2 separate regions of the Mus musculus genome follow, and region 1 is linked to region 2. Evidence: chromatin contacts called from public Hi-C data. All regions are on one chromosome and are shown on one strand. The core of a region is the stretch at or near the end of the contact, and the rest is flanking DNA. Distances in the headings are between cores, read along the strand shown. Region 1 overlaps Fancc (Fanconi anemia, complementation group C). Region 2 overlaps Aopep (aminopeptidase O).

Region 1 (4,580 bases), core at 688-3,187, 320 kb before region 2:
CACAAGTGCTTTGAGATGGACTGTAGGCTTCAATAGAAAGGTCAAAGCTATAAAGCCCTTAGGAGAAGATGTATCCTTATATCCTTTTTCTTTTTTCCTTTTGGTTTTTGAGACAGGATTTCTCTATGTAGCCTTGACTATCCTGGAAGTCACTCTGTAGAGCAGGCAGGCCTCAAACTCACAGAGATCCATGTGCCTCAGCCACCTGAGTACTGGGATCGATGGTGTATGCCGCCACCACTTGGCTTTTCTTTTTTTTTAAGCATTGGATAATCAAAGCTTTTCTAGAAACAATGCAATAAACAAACAATAAAAAAATATTGACCATATTTTAAAAAATGGATAAATTGAACTTCCTTAAAATGTAGTGTCTGTTTGGTGATAAATGCCTTTGAAGATGAACAGGTTGTCCAGTGGCTTGGAGGGAAAGCAGTATTCATATGAAGCTAGAAGACTATGTCTCATAGCTTCATAGACAACATCAGCCGGTGCTTAATGGACACACACTTTGGAAAGTTATTCTAACTAGCGCTGAGCACATGAACGGAGCTCAGCATCACCTGCCACACAGAGAGATTAGAAGCAAGCATGTGTGAAATAATGTTTCATACCAACCAGATCAACTAAAGTCAGTGAGTTCCAGAATACCCAGTATTAGCAGGTAATTCTCACCCTGTGGTGGTGAGAATGGAACTCTGGTGGCCCTGAAAAGTTATCTCAGTCACCTTTTCCATTTTACTTACTCTAGAAAATAGTAAGCCCTGTCTACAAAGGCAGACATGAATGTCAGTAGCAGCTTTAATTCTAGTAACGTACAACAGGCAGCACTCATATATAGTGGTATATAAGCAAACCCTAGTGTGTCCTGCATTCTGAGCAGGAGTCCTGAGACCACAAAGACCAGGGACAGAACTGTGCACATCCTGTGTATCTCTAAGAACTTTGGGAATAAGTGATATAATTATTGATCTCTCCTGTTGAAATAAAAATATTGATTGCCAGGCTAGGGTTCAGAGGTTGACTCTGAGTGACAGGGAAGTCCCCTGGGGTGATAGCAGTGTTCTCCGTCATGATGCAGTACTGGTCAGGTGGATTCATGTACTCACTCGAGATTATCAAGCTGTGTACATATGGCATTTGTACCTCAGATGCTGTGGACCTTACCTGGTCTTGTTTTTATTTTATTTAAAAACAACAACAACAACAAACCCTCTGTGCCATGGGGGAATGCTGGTAAGTCAGTCCAGCCTCATGTTCTCACCGTAAGAGCTGCTTGCTAGAGGCTTTCATTGTCATGAACGACACACTGAGATCCTGAGTCCAAGGGTCTAAGCCCTCTCTGAAGTAGAAGATAATGTTTGTGGCTGGGCTTCTGTGAGGAGAAACCTCAGTTAAAATGGCAGGAAGATCATATCATTTCCCTCAGTTCAGAAAATGGCTCTTAAAGATGTTTTTGAGTTTTGTTTGTTTTGTTTTGTTTTTGTTTTTTGTTTTGGCTATTTATGAGATAACTGGAAGCATGCTTATAAACATGTTTGAGGATGTATTGGTACAGTGGGTCACAGGCTGAGGCAGGCAGCATCCTCACTTCCTCTCAGCCCCAGCATTCATGCCATTTCCTCTTTAACTCTTGCAGCTGACGTTTGCCCTCAGGACCTACTTTCCTTACGGTGCTCCATGTCTTGCTGCAGCGCTGTCCCAGCACCCTGAAGGTGAGCGGAGGTACCTCTGCCTCTGTTGTAGTGACTGGTAGAGAGGAGCAGCATGCTAACCTTCTCTTCCTCCTGGACACACAATGCGCTTGTCCACTCAAGCTCTCGGGAGTCCAGTCTGTGTGTAGGTTTACATGAGAACATGTTTCGCTTCCTAGGAATGAGGAAAACGAAGGCCGCCTCTGATAACAGCTTTGCCAAGGCTGCCAGGGACAGGCTAAGCCAGAACACAACAGTGCCCTTGTTTGTTTTTCCTCCTTTGCTCCATGCAGCCTTGGACAGAAGACAGGATTACGTGAAGGATGAGGCCTTGCAATTTAGGGAAGATTTTTTTTTTTCCCCTCAAAGGAAAAGATTTTGAAAGATTTGGTAAACTATTGTTAGAGCCTAGTCTTTTTTGCTTCATCTGCCAGTCTACTTCCCAAGGCCATGTCTGTAATCACTGGTGTTGATCTCTGACTGTCTGTGAGCTCCTGTGGAGGGAATGACTCAGCTCTGCAGCATAAAGGAGCCTTTTCCCTCTGGTGAGACAGTCTGTAGACATGGCCTGTGACAGGAAGAGGGGGATAGAGGAGGGCTCATGTTTCTGTGCTGTGGCCACTGTGGCTTCTTTCCCTATACTTGAGAAAGATCTGTTTTAGGTAAGTAGACTATCCAGAATTCCAAAGTATTTTACAAAGTCCTTTCCTTTCCTTTGCCTATAAGATGTAGGTTTTTGTCAATATGTCTTACACCACAAAGCCCTCTCAGAGAGAGCTGGGGTCCAGGGAGCACAGTGGCCTTCGTGGGATCTCTGCATGATGGTTTTTAACCCTTCTCCTCTACTGTGCCTAGGAGTAGTCATGTCCTCTTTTTATTTCTTCTTTTCATTCAGTGGGGACACAGTAGGAAAACTTTATTGGTATAACAGGAAAGTAAAGACTTCAACTGTCTTGGGCCCATTATATATAAGTCTGAGGCCAGGCTTGTTGGGAAGCAGTCTGGGGACCTCAAAACACACTGGAGACTAGGTTCCGGAAACCCAGGTCAGTCTTGGCCAACATTGTGAATTTAGGCTGCCTGCCTTCCCATCCCCCAAAGTCAACACTCGCTTTTAAGCAAAAACAAAGAAGCACTGTGTTGATCTGGAGAACAGTTTGCATACCTGCTGCTTTGGGGGAAAGTTGGATATTTTAGTGCTCATCAGAACTGTACTTCATGTCCACGATGAGGTCTTGGAAGCATTAAAAAATTACTGCTAAGCTGTGACCTTAAGGGGCTTCAGGAAACGAAAATTCAGAGGAAATGCTATTTGCCTTCAGAAGTTAAGTCAGTCTGAGGGAGGGGCTGCTGTGTGCCCCAGGTCTACATTGTGGAGGAACAGTGGTGACCTCTCCACCTCAGGTGTTGTCATGTGATCGATTATAACTACAGATACATGCAGGTCAGATGTTTAAAAGCAGGTGTGAAATCAGACACACCTTATCAACAACTTTTGCTTGCATGGTTCTATGTGCTTTCCCCCTGGCCTGTACTGTAAACCTGAAACACCAGTCTGATCACAGCGCAGAAAAGTAGTTGAGTGTGGTCCCTCTGTATTTTGATGTCACAAACTTGAGATGGAGCCAAAATGTGGTAAAAAGAAAAACACAGGACATCTTGTAGCAAGGCGGTCCAAGTCCTGGGGTAACGGTGGAAGGAGTCTTTCATTGACCTGCATACACCCCCGTTAAAGCTATTTGGAACCAGGCATGGTGGTGCAGGGCTGTGGTGCAGGGTGGCAGTCCTGGTTACTGGAAGACAGACAAATAGAAAGTTCAAGGTCAGTCTAGGCTACATAGTGAGTTAAGGGCAGCTTGGACTATAATAGTAAGACACTGTCTGAAACAAACAAGACAACAAAAGAAACTTTGAAGTTTGACTCAGAGACAGATCCTGGCAGAGAGAACTATGACATGGGTTCTGTGAATGGCGGGGGTGGGGGCATTTCTTTCAGCACAATGCTTCCAGTCTAAGCTTTAAGAGTCTCCCCATGGGTTTGGCTTTCCTTCAGTTCCCTTTCTGACTTCTCTCCACCCACAGCAATCCCACAGGGACACCGGCTCCAGCCTCTGCTGCACATTTCCCAACTCCTCAGAGAAGCAGTTGAAGACTGTACTCGTGGGTAAGCAAAGCCTGACCACCCCTGGCCTTCCACAGGTGGCCTCCCGACCTTCCTTCGAGCAGGTTGGCAGCTGAAGGCATTGCTGGTCCCTCCCACACCAACAAGTACATATCCTCCTCACTGGGCTAGGTGAGAAATGGAGGAGGTGCAGTGCAGCAGTGTTGCTATGGGTCCAGTGAGGAGCCAGCACTGCAAGTGTGTCTGCACAGAGTCAGTTCTAATAAGGGCTACACTTAAGAGTTTGACACTTGTAAAGGAGAGAGACCTCCAGAATGGAGCTTTTCTAGGAAGAGACTGAGCTGCTCAGCTCCTGGTCAGTGGGAGGGATGTTTCATTGTTTTCCCTTTCGATTTCTCTCCAGAGGCTAAAGAGATGGCTCAGTGATTCAGAGCACTTTGCTGTTCTTAGAGGGGACTCACGGTCGGTTCCTTGCACTTACATTAGGTGGCACACAACCCCCTGTAACTGCAGTTCCAGAGGTTCTGATACCCTTTTCTGGCCTTTGTGGCCACTTACATGCCCAAGAACATACAAATAGGCACACAGATAAATTAAAAATGAGTAAAAAACGGTGTCTCCAAAGCTATCTGGCCTGTCCTAGAGTAAATGGCGCTGCAGCATGGCGTAGGCCTCTAGGTAGTGCCCTGCAAAAGCATTCCTGTGCAGGCCACGTGCTGCCATCGTCACCTCTCTAGCCTCCCAGCTTGCCCACGTTGAGAGGATAA
Region 2 (5,295 bases), core at 2,751-5,250:
ACTTTAACCAGTCTTTACTTCACTGAACTTTAAAACAAACAAAACAACTTCTTTAGACACACTCAATCCACATCTCTTGTTTAACAGTTGACACAGAGAGGCACAGCACTTTGCACAAAAGTTGACCATTTTTCTTTTGTTGATGAGCGATTCCTCCAGGTCACATGTGTCTCATTAATACTATCCAAATCACTGAATATCAGTCAAAGACTCTTCATACCTTCACCTATCTTTTTCAATCCATAAACCAGAGGTTAGTTGTTCTTGTGGTTATTTTTCTTTCTCTTCTCGTCTCTTCCCCCTCCCCCTCCTTCTTCCCCCTCCCCTCCTCTTTCTTTTCCCCTCCCCCCCTCCTCCTTCTCCTTCCCCCTCCCACTCCTCCTTCCCCTTCCTTTCCGTTCCTTTTCCTTCCTTCCTTCCTTCCTTCCTTCCTTCCTTCCTTCCTTCCTTCCTTCCTTCCTCTCTCTCTCTCTCTCTCTCTCTCTCTCTCTCTCTCTCTCTCTCTCTCTCTCTTCTCTATTTTTTAGGGGAGAATATTTAAAGCCACCCCCAGGAGATAATGAACAGCATTGTCACCTAAACTGAGTGCTGTGTATAAGCCCACATACCTTGGTTCTCCTTCACCTATTTCCTACTTGTGTTGGATTTGTGCATGAACTAGATCTCCCTTCTCTGGAAGTACACTGCTCTTGCTGGCGTCAATCAAGGTCACAGTCCCACATTCAAGGAAAAAATGAACTGGCTGTGGTTGCAAATGCATGTCTGTGGCCACTGAAAGGCTTTCTCAGCAGATGGCAACCATACTTCTAAGAAGCCTGTTGACTTCAGCACTTCTGTCTATTACTGTGCTCTGATTTTAAGTGCCAGCCCGCCTCACTGAAGCATTTTCCACTTGCTGTCATAAGCTATAACACAGAAAAGCCTACCTCTCTATCAAAACCTATGGTTAGTTTTCCTCAGCTACCCACTACAGCCTCTCAAGCATGCATGCTTTGTGTTCCAACACCCTTGAAAGGCTCCAGGGGATTTGTGCACAGCTAAAGCAATGCATCAGAAAAGAGAGGCTGCCCTGCTCCCTACAGTATGGTCTGAGACAGCCTCCTTTGATATATTCCATACTCCTTCCAAGCTACAGAGTGTAGTTCTCATGGTCCTTTACATATACTGTGCCATATATACCTCAGACTGTTGATTCATTTCAGGTTCATGGCTATGTTGGGTGGAGAGCACTGACTAATTGTGAATCTGAGACTGGACACACTTGTGGATTTAATATATAGTTATTTACAGAACAGGTCTGGTTTACATAATTCTACAGTCTAGTAAAATCATCCACTGACAAACCTCCTCCAGGCTGACCATGTTTTCTAGGACACACCTACACCTCCTTCATGCCACATCTTTTCCGCATTATTTTTCCTCTTGCAATTGACTCAGGCCCAAAGGAAGAAATCCTGATTATGTTCACCCTTCTGCACTGCACACAGTGAGAGGTGTGCTCTAGCTTTCCCTCTGTAAGCTGCTAGCTCTCAGAGAAAGACATCCTTATCTTACCAAGGCATGCTTGCTCTTTAAGATTCAGCAAACATGACTCCAGCCAGGTAAGCAGGTAACCTAACTGCAGGTCTTTATCTCTCCCCCTGACTCCTCCAAATCCAATCCCTAAAAATTTATCCCTAGTTCTGCAGCAGATCACCTGCTGGGGCCTACCATCTCCCACCCCCATCTCCTGTGGACCACACAGATCTTCCACTTCTAACCTCCCTCTCCTAATTAGAAGCCTCAGTGGTAACACCTATCAGGATTCCAGAAGAATTTCCTGCCAGGAAACACATAGCTACCACATCTTTCTAAGAACCAGAGATGGCCACAGAAAACGAGGAACGAAATATCCATCCAACAAAGACAAGACCAGACATCAGCACCTAGACCTATAATCCCTCCAAACCCAGATGCAAACACACCAGCATAAAAGCACAATCAGTAATAGCCAGGACAACATAGTTCCACTAGAGCCCAGCAACTCTCCCACAGAAGATCCTGACTATGGCAACATAGCTGAAACCCAAGAAAAGACCTTAAAACAGCCTTTATGAATAAGAAGAGGTCCTTAGAGAACAAGTAAAGAAAAAAAAATTAAAGAAACCCATGAAAACACAAACAGTAAAAGGAGACAAACAAAACAGTTCAAGATATGAAAGTGGAAATAAAATAAAGAAAATATCCAATAAGGTAAAAAAGAAAGAGATGAGAGAAAGAAAGAAAGAAAGAAAGAAAGAAAGAAAGAAAGAAAGAAAGAAAGAAAGGGAAGGAGGGAGGGAGGGAGGAAGGGAGGGAGGGAGGGAGGGAGGGAGGGGAGAAAGAGAAAGTGGAAATAGAGTCAATATAGAAAACCCAAACTGAGAGAAATCTGGAAAAGCAAAATTTAAGAGCTTAAACAGGAACCTCACCAACAGAATACAGGAGATGGAAGAGAGACTCTCAAGCATTGAAGATACAAGAGAAGAAATGAATACCTTGGTCAAAGAAAATGTTAAATCTAAAAAAACTCCAGTTACAAAACATCCAGGAAATCTGGGCCACTAAAAGAAGACAAAATTTAAGACTAATAGGAATGAGGAAGGAAAAGAAACCCAGGTCAAAAGTAAATATTTTTAACAAAATCATAGAAAAAAAATTCCCTAACCTAAAAAAGGAGAGGCCTATCAAGGTAGAAGCATGAGAGAGACACAAGACAAGAGAAAAAGGTCAAGTAACTTAAGGACAGACATTAGAATAATACCTGACTTCTCAGTGGAGACTCTAAAAGCCAGAAGGCTCTGGACAGATGTTCTACAGACTCTAAGAGACCATGGATGTTACCCAAACCACTACACCACTCAGCAACACAGTCAATCACAATGGATGAAGAAAACAAGAGATTCCATGACCAAACTAAATTTAAGGAATGCTTATTTACAAATCTAGCTCTACAGAAGACACTAGGAGGAAAACTCCAACCTAAAAAGGTTAACCAGCCCAAGAAAACACAGGGAATAAATAATCCCAGACTAACAAATCAACATAGGTAAATTAATCTTAATGACCTAAGTTTAACTCCAAGAATCTTGTAAAAAGTTGGATGCAATAGGCACATTTGTAATCCCAGAATTTCTGAAATGAGATAAGGAGTGGAAACAAATAAACAAATCATCCTGAAGCTCAAGGATCATATAAACTGGAAATATACTGTAAAATACAGATATACCCTGCCTTAACAAGGTGAAAAGCGAAAACTCACTCCTGGAACTTGTCCTCTCATCTCCACACATGGGATGTGTTATGTACACACACACACACACACACACACACACACACACACTACCATCCCCACCACCATCCCCACCACAGTGACAACAACAAAATAACAGGAATCAACAAATACTGCTCATTGATATCTGTCATTATCAATGGTCTCAATTTCCCCATAAAAATACACAATATAACAGAATGGACACAATAACAAGATTCATCCTTCTGCTCCATCCAAAAAAACACACTTTAACATCAAGAATAGTAATCACTTCAGGGTGAAAGCATAGAAAAATATAGTCTTTTCTTTTTAATATATTTTTATTAGATATTTTCTTTATTTACATTTCAAATGTTATCCCCTTCCCTAGTTTCCCCTCCCCAAACCCCCTATTCCTTTCCCCCTCTCCCTGTTCCCCAACCCACCCAGTCCTGCTTCCTGGTCCTGGCATTCCCCTATACTGGGTCATAGAATCTTCACACGACCAAGGGCTTCTCCTCCTATTGAAGATCGACTAGGCTATCCTCTGCTACATAAGCAGCTGGAGCCATGAGGCCCATGTGTTTTCTTTGGTTGGTGGTTTAGTCCCAGGGAGCTCTGGAGATATTGGTTAGTTCATATTGTTGTTCCTCCTATGGGGCTGCAAACTCCTTCGGCTCCTTGGGTACTTCCTCTTCAGCTCCTTGGGTACTTCCTCTAGCTCTTTCATTGGGAACCCTATGTTCCATCCAATGGATGGCTGTAAGCATCCACTTCTGTATTTGTCAGGCACTGGCAGAGCCTCTCAAGAGACAGCTATATCAGGCTCCTGTCAGCAAGCTCTAAGCAAATGATTATGAGAAGCAAGCTGGTGTACCCATTTTAATATCTGACAAAATAGACCTCAAACCAAAACTAAGCTGAAGAGACAAAGAAGGGCACTACATACTTAAAGAAAAATATTCCACCAAGAGAACATTGCAATGTTTATTTTTTGTTTTTTATTTTTTTAAACATAGGGTCTCTCTTTGTAACCCTAGGTGTCCTGGAACTCAAAATGTAGACCAGGCTGTCCTCAAACATAAGAGATACACCTGCCTCTGCCTCCCAGGTGCTGGGATTAAAGGCACGGGCCACTTCCCAGCTCAGCATTGCAATCCTTAACAAATGTGCACTAAACAAAAGGGCACAATGTTCTTAAACAAAACACTATGACAGTTTAAATCACACATTGGCCCTCACACACTGATAGTGGGATACTTCAAAACCACACTCTTACAAAAGACAAATTATCTAGACTAGAGAAATGCTAGAGCTAACTGATGTCATAAACTAATGGGAATTAACAGATATTTATAGAACATTTTACCCAACCATAAAAGAATAGACCTTCTCCTCTGTACCTCACAGAACTTTCTCCAAAATTGACCACAGACACAAACACAAAGTCTCAACAGATACAAGAAAACTGAAATAAAACCCTTCATCTTATCTGATCATCACAAATCAAAGCTGGTTGTTAACAGAAACAACAGAAAGATTACAAACTCATGAAAACTGAACAATTCACTATGGAATGAAAGATTGGAGAATACAGAAATTGAGAAAGAAACTAGACTTTCTAGAATTGAATGAAAATATACATAACACACTAAACTTACAGGACACAATGAAAGCGCAGTTTTAAGAGACAAGTTCATAGGTCTAAGTAACTACATTAAAAAAAAACCCAAATCATGGAGAAATCTCATACTATCAAAATAGCACACCTGCAAGCTCTAGAACAAAAAGAAGAAATCACAGTAACAAAGGAGGTGATTATAAGAAATAACCAAACTCAGGGCTGAAATCAATAACATAGAAACAAAACAACACACACACATACACAGTGAAACAGAGAAATTAACTAAAAACCAAATGAACAAAATTAGAAATGAAAGGGGGGAACATAACAGACACTGAAGAAATTCAGAGAATAATAGTTTAAAAACCCATGCTCCACCAAATTGAAAAATCTAAATATA

The links. A called contact is a pair of places that touch in the nucleus more often than the background predicts.
Region 1: a contact with region 2 is called in a Hi-C map of bone marrow-derived macrophages, with 25 read pairs. The contact joins two enhancer-like sites. A contact is called at or near these places in 7 of 39 promoter capture datasets (the C10 cell line, the HPC-7 cell line, cranial neural crest and 4 more), 1 of 15 datasets of contacts at CTCF or cohesin (the NIH/3T3 cell line), 1 of 484 Hi-C or Micro-C datasets (bone marrow-derived macrophages), 3 of 115 datasets of contacts at active chromatin or transcription factors (embryonic basal ganglia, embryonic stem cells and oligodendrocyte precursor cells) and 3 of 9 other capture datasets (adipose tissue, liver and pancreatic islet).

What each region holds. Positions count from the first base shown.
Region 1 is chr13:63,322,683-63,327,262 of GRCm38.p6, reverse strand. Fancc (Fanconi anemia, complementation group C) reads left to right here. Exons shown (of 15, transcript NM_007985.3): 11 at 1,637-1,712; 12 at 3,774-3,855. It also overlaps a transcript of Aopep not described here. Among named protein-coding and RNA genes, the nearest start is that of Mir3074-1, 24 kb to the right of the region's middle. Within about 2 kb of position 1,937, at least 146 of the 459 cell types and tissues checked have an H3K27ac peak or open chromatin away from gene starts, as enhancers often do. A contact at or near this core is called in bone marrow-derived macrophages, where this site is marked.
Region 2 is chr13:63,006,341-63,011,635 of GRCm38.p6, reverse strand. The region is part of intron 1 of Aopep (aminopeptidase O); the gene reads right to left. Among named protein-coding and RNA genes, the nearest start is that of Aopep, 44 kb to the right of the region's middle. Within about 2 kb of position 4,000, at least 5 of the 459 cell types and tissues checked have an H3K27ac peak or open chromatin away from gene starts, as enhancers often do. A contact at or near this core is called in bone marrow-derived macrophages, where this site is marked.